Regions from separate parts of the Sus scrofa genome. Here regions 1 and 3 are each linked to region 2. The links are chromatin contacts, called in public Hi-C maps. All regions are on one chromosome and are shown on one strand. Each heading gives the region's core, a stretch centred on a gene start, on an enhancer-like site or on the middle of the called end of the contact. The rest is flanking DNA. Distances are from core to core; before and after follow the strand shown.

The links. Hi-C and Micro-C count contacts between places; a contact is called where the count stands out from the background.
Region 1: a Hi-C map of liver shows a contact between it and region 2, with 4 times the contacts expected there. The contact joins the enhancer-like site here to the promoter of TNIK in region 2. A contact is called at or near these places in 1 of 5 promoter capture datasets (liver), 5 of 47 Hi-C or Micro-C datasets (brain, fetal heart ventricle, heart right ventricle and 2 more) and 2 of 2 datasets of contacts at active chromatin or transcription factors (alveolar macrophages and skeletal muscle).
Region 3: a contact with region 2 is called in a Hi-C map of skeletal muscle, with 5 times the contacts expected there. The contact joins the enhancer-like site here to the promoter of TNIK in region 2. A contact is called at or near these places in 3 of 47 Hi-C or Micro-C datasets (fetal heart ventricle, heart right ventricle and skeletal muscle) and 1 of 2 datasets of contacts at active chromatin or transcription factors (alveolar macrophages).

Annotation. Positions count from the first base shown.
Region 1 is chr13:109,747,658-109,750,357 of Sscrofa11.1, forward strand. TNIK (TRAF2 and NCK-interacting protein kinase) reads right to left here. Exons shown (of 30, transcript XM_021071173.1): 10 at 233-408. Among named protein-coding and RNA genes, the nearest start is that of SLC2A2, 130 kb to the left of the region's middle. Within about 2 kb of position 1,359, at least 17 of the 83 cell types and tissues checked have an H3K27ac peak or open chromatin away from gene starts, as enhancers often do. A contact at or near this core is called in liver, where this site is marked.
Region 2 is chr13:110,050,927-110,053,626 of Sscrofa11.1, forward strand. TNIK (TRAF2 and NCK-interacting protein kinase) reads right to left here and starts at 1,419. Exons shown (of 30, transcript XM_021071173.1): 1 at 933-1,419. The coding sequence starts at 989. It overlaps LOC106507999 (a long non-coding RNA gene), which reads left to right and starts at 1,550. Exons shown (of 6, transcript XR_002338109.1): 1 at 1,550-2,163.
Region 3 is chr13:110,325,403-110,328,102 of Sscrofa11.1, forward strand. All of the region lies in intron 1 of PLD1 (phospholipase D1), which reads right to left. Among named protein-coding and RNA genes, the nearest start is that of PLD1, 50 kb to the right of the region's middle. Within about 2 kb of position 1,364, at least 44 of the 83 cell types and tissues checked have an H3K27ac peak or open chromatin away from gene starts, as enhancers often do. A contact at or near this core is called in alveolar macrophages and skeletal muscle, where this site is marked.

The DNA.
Region 1 (2,700 bases), core at 109-2,608, 300 kb before region 2:
GGTAGCTACAGCTCCGATTAGACCCCTAGCCTGGGAACCTCCATATGCCTTGGGTGCGGCCCTAAAAGGACAAAAGACAAAAGACAAAAAAAAAAAAAAAAAAAAAAAAAAAGAATACTTAAAGAATAATGCAGCCCTCTTGGAAATTCTGCAGTCACCTCCCAATACACCAAGGGCCTGTGACTCATTCTGTCTTTTGTTTCCCTTGCTGAAATACAGGTGAGCATCTCACCTTTCTCTCCCCGCTTCTTCTTTGTTCTATCAATATGGTCCTTGAGCTGGATGCGGACCTGTCGTTCATTAGGTTGATCGCGGATAAACGGATGCTTCATCAGTTGTTCTGTTGCGGGTCTCTGGCTGTGATTCTTTACCAAGCAGCTCTCAATAAAGGACTGGAATTTTTTTGACCTGCCAAACAGAAGAGATGAACCCATACGTAAAAAGACAATCCGTAGAAAAGCAAGCTTATATTTTCTGAAATGCTAGAATGAAAAAAAAAAGGTCCAATCAGCTATGTAGGGGTCAACCAATCACAAAGTAGGTCTAGCTTTTCATTAGACATTAGGAGTTCAAAGGCACCATCACCATCATAGCTCAGGCAGTGCATGGCAGTTACATTGTGAAAGCGTTTTTTCCGCAGTTTATACAGAATATCACATGGAAGACCAATAGGCATCAGAGAAGAGAAAGACCCTGATGAGAACCACTGTTTGGAAGGTCTGTTGGACTGAAGGAACCAGAGCTAGATCTTCAAGAACTAGGAGAAAATCATTCTTGGGAAAGGATAGTTCAGGGAGGTAGGCAATCAGTGAAAACCTAATAGCATACTATATGTCAGGGGACACTGAGGTGAGTTGTCTAAATGAGGAAGAAAATGCAAGCTGGGAAAAGTAAAACCAGGGTGGAAGAGGTAAGGGGGAGTACACTTTGTAGAAATGAGCAAGATTCTTATACGGCATGTTTTTTCATTGGTGATTTCAGTCACTTTGGAACTCTGCTTTCCAAGAATAAAAATAGGATGTGTGCGCATGTCTGCTATTAATCCACCGACTGGAAAAACTAACTTTAAGGGGCTAAGTTCATAAGCAAATTTATCTCCTTCTAGAAAGGCATCGTTTCCTCAGGAATAAACCCTGTCCCAGAGATTCCTCGGGGCTGGGGAAAGCTGGCGAGTGACACCAGCATTTAGGGTAAAGTTCACAACGTGGTAGAAGTTAATGGTGGACTTCAGCTATGATTCAGGAGTTGGGCATGCGTGTTCTTGCTGAAAGTTTCTAGAAATTGTTCAGCATCATAAATAATTAAGCTCATGACTCTATAGCATGCCTTTCCCAGGTGTTCCACTGGCAGCACTGCACGTTGTCCTCAGAGTCCATGGGGGAACCAGAGTCACTCTTCTCAGTGTCCCAGCCCTGCTCAGGAATGCAACCATTTTGTGCTCTCTGTTGCCCCCCTGTGGAGAATTCGGGAGTTACAGGAGAAGATCAACAGCCAGCTTTCCCACACTTCCCAGCAGGCGAGATACACAGTTTTCAGGCTGGAAAAGTGTCCTCACCACATGGAACACAGCGGCAGGCATGTTCTTCAGGATTCAGATGTGAGAGGGCACTGGTATACGCACTGCTCTCCATGATTGCCCGAGTCAAAAAACACATTGCACTCTGTGTTTTTCAAAGTAGTACTAAATTATTGGTCTTTTTTTCCACCTTAAATTTCTAGGCAATGATCGAACTTTTAAATCATTTAACATAGAAATAAAAGTCACCTGCCATGCTTGGGGTCAGCGGGGGATGTATCAGGATTGGCAACACTGTGGACTAGAAATGGTACCTCCCTCTAGGTCCTTCAGCCCACATTTCTGCTTCCCCTACACTGGAAATTCTCCCCAGAGCTGGGACATAATTGAGCCATCTTTGTATCACAAGCACACTGCATGCTTGACAAATGAATGCATGAGTGATTATTGGCTGAGAGTTCTGGACAAGAGCTGTAATGTGGCTATGTTCAAATACGTCCTTGTAAGGGACAGAAAGGAAGACTTGGAGAGATTTTTTCTCTTTCTAGGGCCACACCCGTGGCATATGGAAGTTCCCAGACTAGGGGTTGAATTGGAACTACAGCTGCTGGCCTATAACACAGCTACAGCAACACCAGATCTGAACCGCTTTCTGCAACCTACACCACAGTTCACTGCAACGCCGGGTCCTTAACCCAGGGATTAAGTGGTGCCAGGGATCGAACCCAATTCCTCATGGATACTAGTTGGGTTCATTACTGCTGACCCACAAAGGTAACTCCCAAGAAGGTATTATTTAATATGCCCTCTTTCTAGCCATCAGGTTACTCTGTAGAGGTGCTAATGTGATATCATCTAAGGAGGGACCTTGCAAAAAACAATAACAACAACAAAACCATAACAAAATAATGGAATAAACTGAAGTGAGTAAGGTTAACCTGCATAAATAAATAGACAAACTCCACACGGTACTCTTCTAGGTAGAAAATCAGTACTAAAAAGATAAGCGCAAAACCAAAGGAAGACAGAAAGCTATTAAATATTCACCAAGAATGCAAATGGAAGTTCTCTTTTTTCCTGCTTGCAACTAGAAGGAAGAGCGTGCTTTTTTATAAAGTGCTCAACTATTCATTAGGGGATGATAAATAAATCACACCCAATTTAAAAATGAGATTCAGACTTAA
Region 2 (2,700 bases), core at 169-2,668:
AGCAAAATGGATTCTATATCAGTGATGTCTTAGTCAATACAATGAAACGGCGTCTGAGGCAATTCACGTGAGGATAAATGCAAACCAGGGGAGCTGGGGGGAGACAGGTGCTTTACAAAGGACTGGCCACAGACACGGAGAAAACACACACACACACACTCTCTCTCCCTCTCTCTCCTAGGAGTTCCGGTCTGATGGGGGCAAAGCAGAGAACACATCCCTTTCACCTGCTTAAGTTCAGCCATAAAACTGAAATGTCATAGCCACAAAGTCAGAAGGCATAGGCAGGGCTGAGTTAAAACCATAAATAAAGGTGAGTGGCAGACCGGCATTTAGGATAGCGCTGAGAGGGAGTCTGGGCACCAATGGCAGAAAAGGGGGAAGAGGGGAGGCAGGTGCCATCTACAAAACCAGCATAGCAATAGCTGTCCCCTTGGAGCGGCAGGTTCGGCTTCGTGGGGACAGCCAGGCTCACAATGTCATCTTGGAGGTAGCCGAAAAACGTGAGGGGCCAGTGCCTTTATTCACGCTGTTATTCTTTTTGCAGAAAGAGATAGTGGGATCTAGAGCCTTGGCACTAGACGACCGTCCGGGGCTTGTACACACACACACACACACACACACACACACACACGAGCCTTTCCTTTTAATGCTCTTACACCGGTCTAAGATGAAACTGGCATAATCTCCACGCGTTCTTGGGAGCGCCTTGGCTACCACCGAAGGTGGACACGAACCGTACAGCCCCTGCCGTGGGGGGCTAGCCAGGAACACCTCAGCAGATCCCCGAATCAAAATTAGAACCCAGGTTCCCTCGCGTCGCATTCGCCCGTCTCTGCCCACCAGCCACAGCCCCAGTACACACACGGAGCCCATTCAATTCACCGTGACCCAAAACACTGGAAAGAAATCGGAAAACATGTTCTGCTCACCCTCAAAGCCGAGAGATCGATTTCATCCAGGCTGCGAGCCGGGGAGTCGCTCGCCATGTCGACTTCTTCGCGGGAGAAATGGACCAAAACCACCCCGAAGCTTCTCCCTTAGAAATTCCACCTTGGTCTATTTCACTCGCGTCCTCATGCGGGTGTGGAGCCAGAGGCCCGGGGCCCAGCCTCCCCCGCCCACCCCGGCCCCACAGCGCCTGAACGCGATCTTCCGCGCGTCGGTCCACTAGTCCGGGAGCCCAACCTGCACGGATCTCCAAGCCCGGAGCCGCGGTGCGTGTGGGCTGCGCGCCCTGATCGGCTAAGGGCGCTGGGGCTGCGTGGGTGTATTTAAATGGGACATGCTTCTTTGCTTGTGCGTGGATGGCGGCTGCATTGGCTGTTATAATGAGACACATCAACTCCTCCACTCAGCTGGGGTGGGGGGGGGCGTGGAGAACCACACAGAACTGTCTATCACCGCTTCCTGGGAGGAGTAAAGGAGGAGGTGGGGGTGGGGGAGGTGGAGGAGGCGTGGTCTCCGACTCGGGAGAGGCCGCGCTTCCTGACCCGGTCCCTCTGCACCAACGTGGGTGGGGGAGGGGCACTCACCCTTTCAGCCCAGGCATTTGCAGGCTAATCGGGCTGGTTCTGAAAAGCTGTTCCTGAACCATGCCTCGCTTATCGTAGGGACAAGGGGGCTTTATTTTCGTGTGTCCAGTTCGTGCGCTGCAGCAAAATGGCCCTTCAGTCTCATTTTGAGGGGTTCTCGGCAGGGTTCAATTGCTTTAGCGCTGAAAAAAAAAAATCCAGAAGGGAAAAAAGAAAAGAGCGATGCCCTCCCTCCCCCATTAATTATTTGTGGGGTTGGAGTAGCGCGGGCTGGTGCAACCGGTGCATATAAGGACTTGTGTGGAGGGAAGAGGATCCGCCTCCAGCCGCGGAACAAATCGGGGAGACGCGCACTCTCGCAGGGCGCCCAGCCCCGGGCTTCTCCAAATTGCAACTGCCGCTGGGTCGAGACCGCCAGGGCCCCCGGGATCCCGGAGGGCAGTTATCGAGGGCAGGTCACTCGCCGCCTCAGGGTTAGGAAGGTTTGCCAGAAGCGGGAAAGCTAGCAGATCTGAGCTTCCTTTGGGCCTCGCCACACCCAGAACCTACCCATGCCGCAATTCCCGCACGGAAACGACCGAATTGAAACGAGAATTTTTCTCCGGGTGCAGTGACTTGACTGCTTCAGGTAACTCCGAAGCCAACACTGGCTAAGGCAGCACGCGCCGCCTTAGCACCCAGCATTTTCCTTTCAGGAGGCTTTTCCGCTGCTGACCTACCCAGACTGATAGAGAAAGTTTGGCTGTCGGCTAAGATGTAACACAGAAGACCTACGGCTGAGAGCGATTCCCCTCCACCCTCTTTCTCCTCTAAAGGCTGAACGTTTACAGTGGTAAACATGATATTCTGTAATCTGGAGTGTGAAGTCATTTCCCCCAGTCCCCTCGCACAGCCCTTCCTCTCTGGCCTTGTCCACGCGAAATCCATAGGATGAAATGCTAAAATTGAACTTTTCCCCCAATACAGCGGTAGCTTTGAAAGCATTTTCTCCACCTCCTTTAAGAAGAGAATTTTCTTCTAGCCAAATGCCCTGAGGGTTTTTAAATCGAGTAGTGTGAATATCAGCTTCAGAATAAGCTTTTAGATGAATGAATGGGAGCCAATGCAGTTAGTTCATCAAGACTGCAGATATCAGATTTTCAAACGTTCGGTATGCGCTCTGCTG
Region 3 (2,700 bases), core at 114-2,613, 270 kb after region 2:
TGGGATCTTTAAAGTTTAGCAAATCACCTCAAAAATTTTTAAGTACCTACTTCTGTCTCCTTTCTCCCTCAATTTTATATTTTCCAACAGAAGAGAACATAAGAGAACAGACCCTCTCTGAAACACTGTATTTCCCTTTGGGGGAGAAAAAAAGAGATGAAAATGGCAATAATAGAAGCATCTTAATATACTTTAAGACACTAGTGCCTACCTTGAACTAAAGCATATTTAAAATAACATAAAAGCCGATCTACTTCATAAAGTGTTGCAAACTTGAAAACACCATCAAATCGAACTACTCTTGTGGAACAATTTCACGCTGGGTTGCTTTCGTGACAAATGAACAAAGGTAACATCGCTCTCTAGATGCTGAAGTTACTGAAATTAAGGAAGATATTCTCTTGATACTTTGCTTTATTGACTTAATTTTACTTTCATATTATTAGCGATACTTTTATGCCTTACAAGGCACACTCCGTCTTGACAGTCGTGTTTGTTCCTAGAGTCATCTCAGATTGGGAGGAATCCCTTAAGAATAAAAACAGTGACGACAAGGGAAGGGATTCAGTCCAGTTTAATCCATCTGTATGCTCTGTCCACAGCAACGGTCGTGCAGGTATTTTCTGAGGCATTCTAGAAAAATGCCAGACTTTTCAAAGAGAAAATTGAAATGATATTCTGGTTCCCTGTCACTATAAGCAGTAGGGCCCAGAGAAAAACCATGGATCAGGCAAGCATGCACAAGTGTGTGAGGGTCGACACCGCGGGCTGGGGTGCAATGTGCTGCTGCTTAATGTCCCAAAAAGTAAAATTAACTGTGTTTAAGAGCATAGTTATTCCTAGAAGATATAATGGGGAGACACCAAGAAAGGAATTCTGAAAAAGGAACCGGGAATGCATACAAACAAGAACTGTTCTCTAGACCGCACATCCAGCACATACATGTCATTTCCTCTCGGCTTCTACCTGCATGATCTACTGTCCAACAATGCATATGTTATAAGGAGAGCCATAACCCCCAAACCTCCATAGGATCAACGAACTCATACGCTTTTCTAAAAGAATACAGCAACAGCACAAACACTCTGCTGACTGTCATGTTTTCGCCTGTGAGGACAGAAAGAAAGTCTGACCTGTGCAGCAGAAAGTTCAAAACGTTATTTACTAACCTGGTGCCCCTGTGCAAGCAGTCGCTTCATATTGCTTTAAAGAAAGAATCTTTACTATGAAACTAATCTCCAAAGCAGCTGAAAGCTGAGAGGGGAAAAAAACTGACTACCCAGAGAGTCCACAGACAGGCTGTTCCCAAGCCCCGTTTTCTGGCTGACTCCCCAAAGGCAACTTAAGTCATAGCCAAGCCCACAAAGCACTTTAGCCTATAAGCTTTAGTAATGAACATGAAACCACTCCCATATGTTAAATAGACACTGGGCTGCTGTGAGAAAGAAAACCCGCATGCAGAATGAGCTAAGGCTTGGGCTTCATTTTCATACTTGCTGCCCAAGAAAACTGTAACACACCAACTTAAACAAAGAGCACTCTCACTCCCTTCTCTCCTCTCAGTCGCTGTACTAAAGCAACTCATTCATTTTAAACAAGAAGAATACAGTCTGCCCTCCCTTAGGGCCAATAAACGAGTTGTATATTATTGCCCAAGTTGGCAGTGGTGGTGATGGGACATATAGCAGTATAATTTCACATTGCCTAAAAGGGACACATGAAATTATTATTTCTGAGAATCACAGTCACATACTACCACTAGTTCTAGATTTTTATAATACATTACATAAGCATGAAACCTAATTAATCACTAAACTCTAAAAATCAAGTTTAAGAGGAATGCTTATCAAAGAGCCTTCTAACTTCCGATTCTGACTTAGTGTCTATAAATCTGGTAATCACTCCTAATTCAGTTTTACCATCTACAGGTAGATTATAAAATTTAAAAGTTTGGGGGGTGGTAAATTTGGCTGGGAGTTTTGTAGTTTTTTTATGGTTTAAATTGGGACTTACTATGACTTATGAGGGTTTCAAAGCAAGAAATTTAAATTTGTTTTTCATTCTAGAAAAATGTAATTGATAATTCCATAAGGCATTGATATCTTAAAACAGTCAATAATGTTTCAGCATATTGCTGAAGAAAAAGCAAAAATTCATAATCTGCTTTTTAACATTAAGTATTCGCATTATACACAATTTTCCCCTAGTTTTCACCTCCAAGAACAGTTTTAAATGCAATGGTTTGCTTCCACAATTTCTATTTTATTTAAATAAGACCTGTTTAACATAACAGTCAAGGTTGCCACATTTAACGTTTCTTTTGAGCCATCAAGATGGGACCAGATAATCTGAGGAAAACTTGATTCACTTGTTGCCAAGTAGGTTTACATGTATTTCTGGCAAAATTCAAGTTACTCAAAACCTATGAAATGTAAGCCACTATTATTACTAACCCAACAAGATCAGGCCTGAAAAGCCCTGAGATTCCCTCAGATCTAACACTGGCCCAACCAGTTTCCCCCACCTACTCCCAGAGACAAGGCTCAACAGTTTCTCCAGGGGGTCCCTTCAGAATGAGGAGGGGCAAGTCAGCCATCTCAGTGAGGAAACCAAACTCTAGCCGGTCTGTCCAGACGTTATAAAGGAGCCAGTGCCCCACCTGGTGGCCAAATTAAGGAAAAACTGAAATAGTTAAACCTC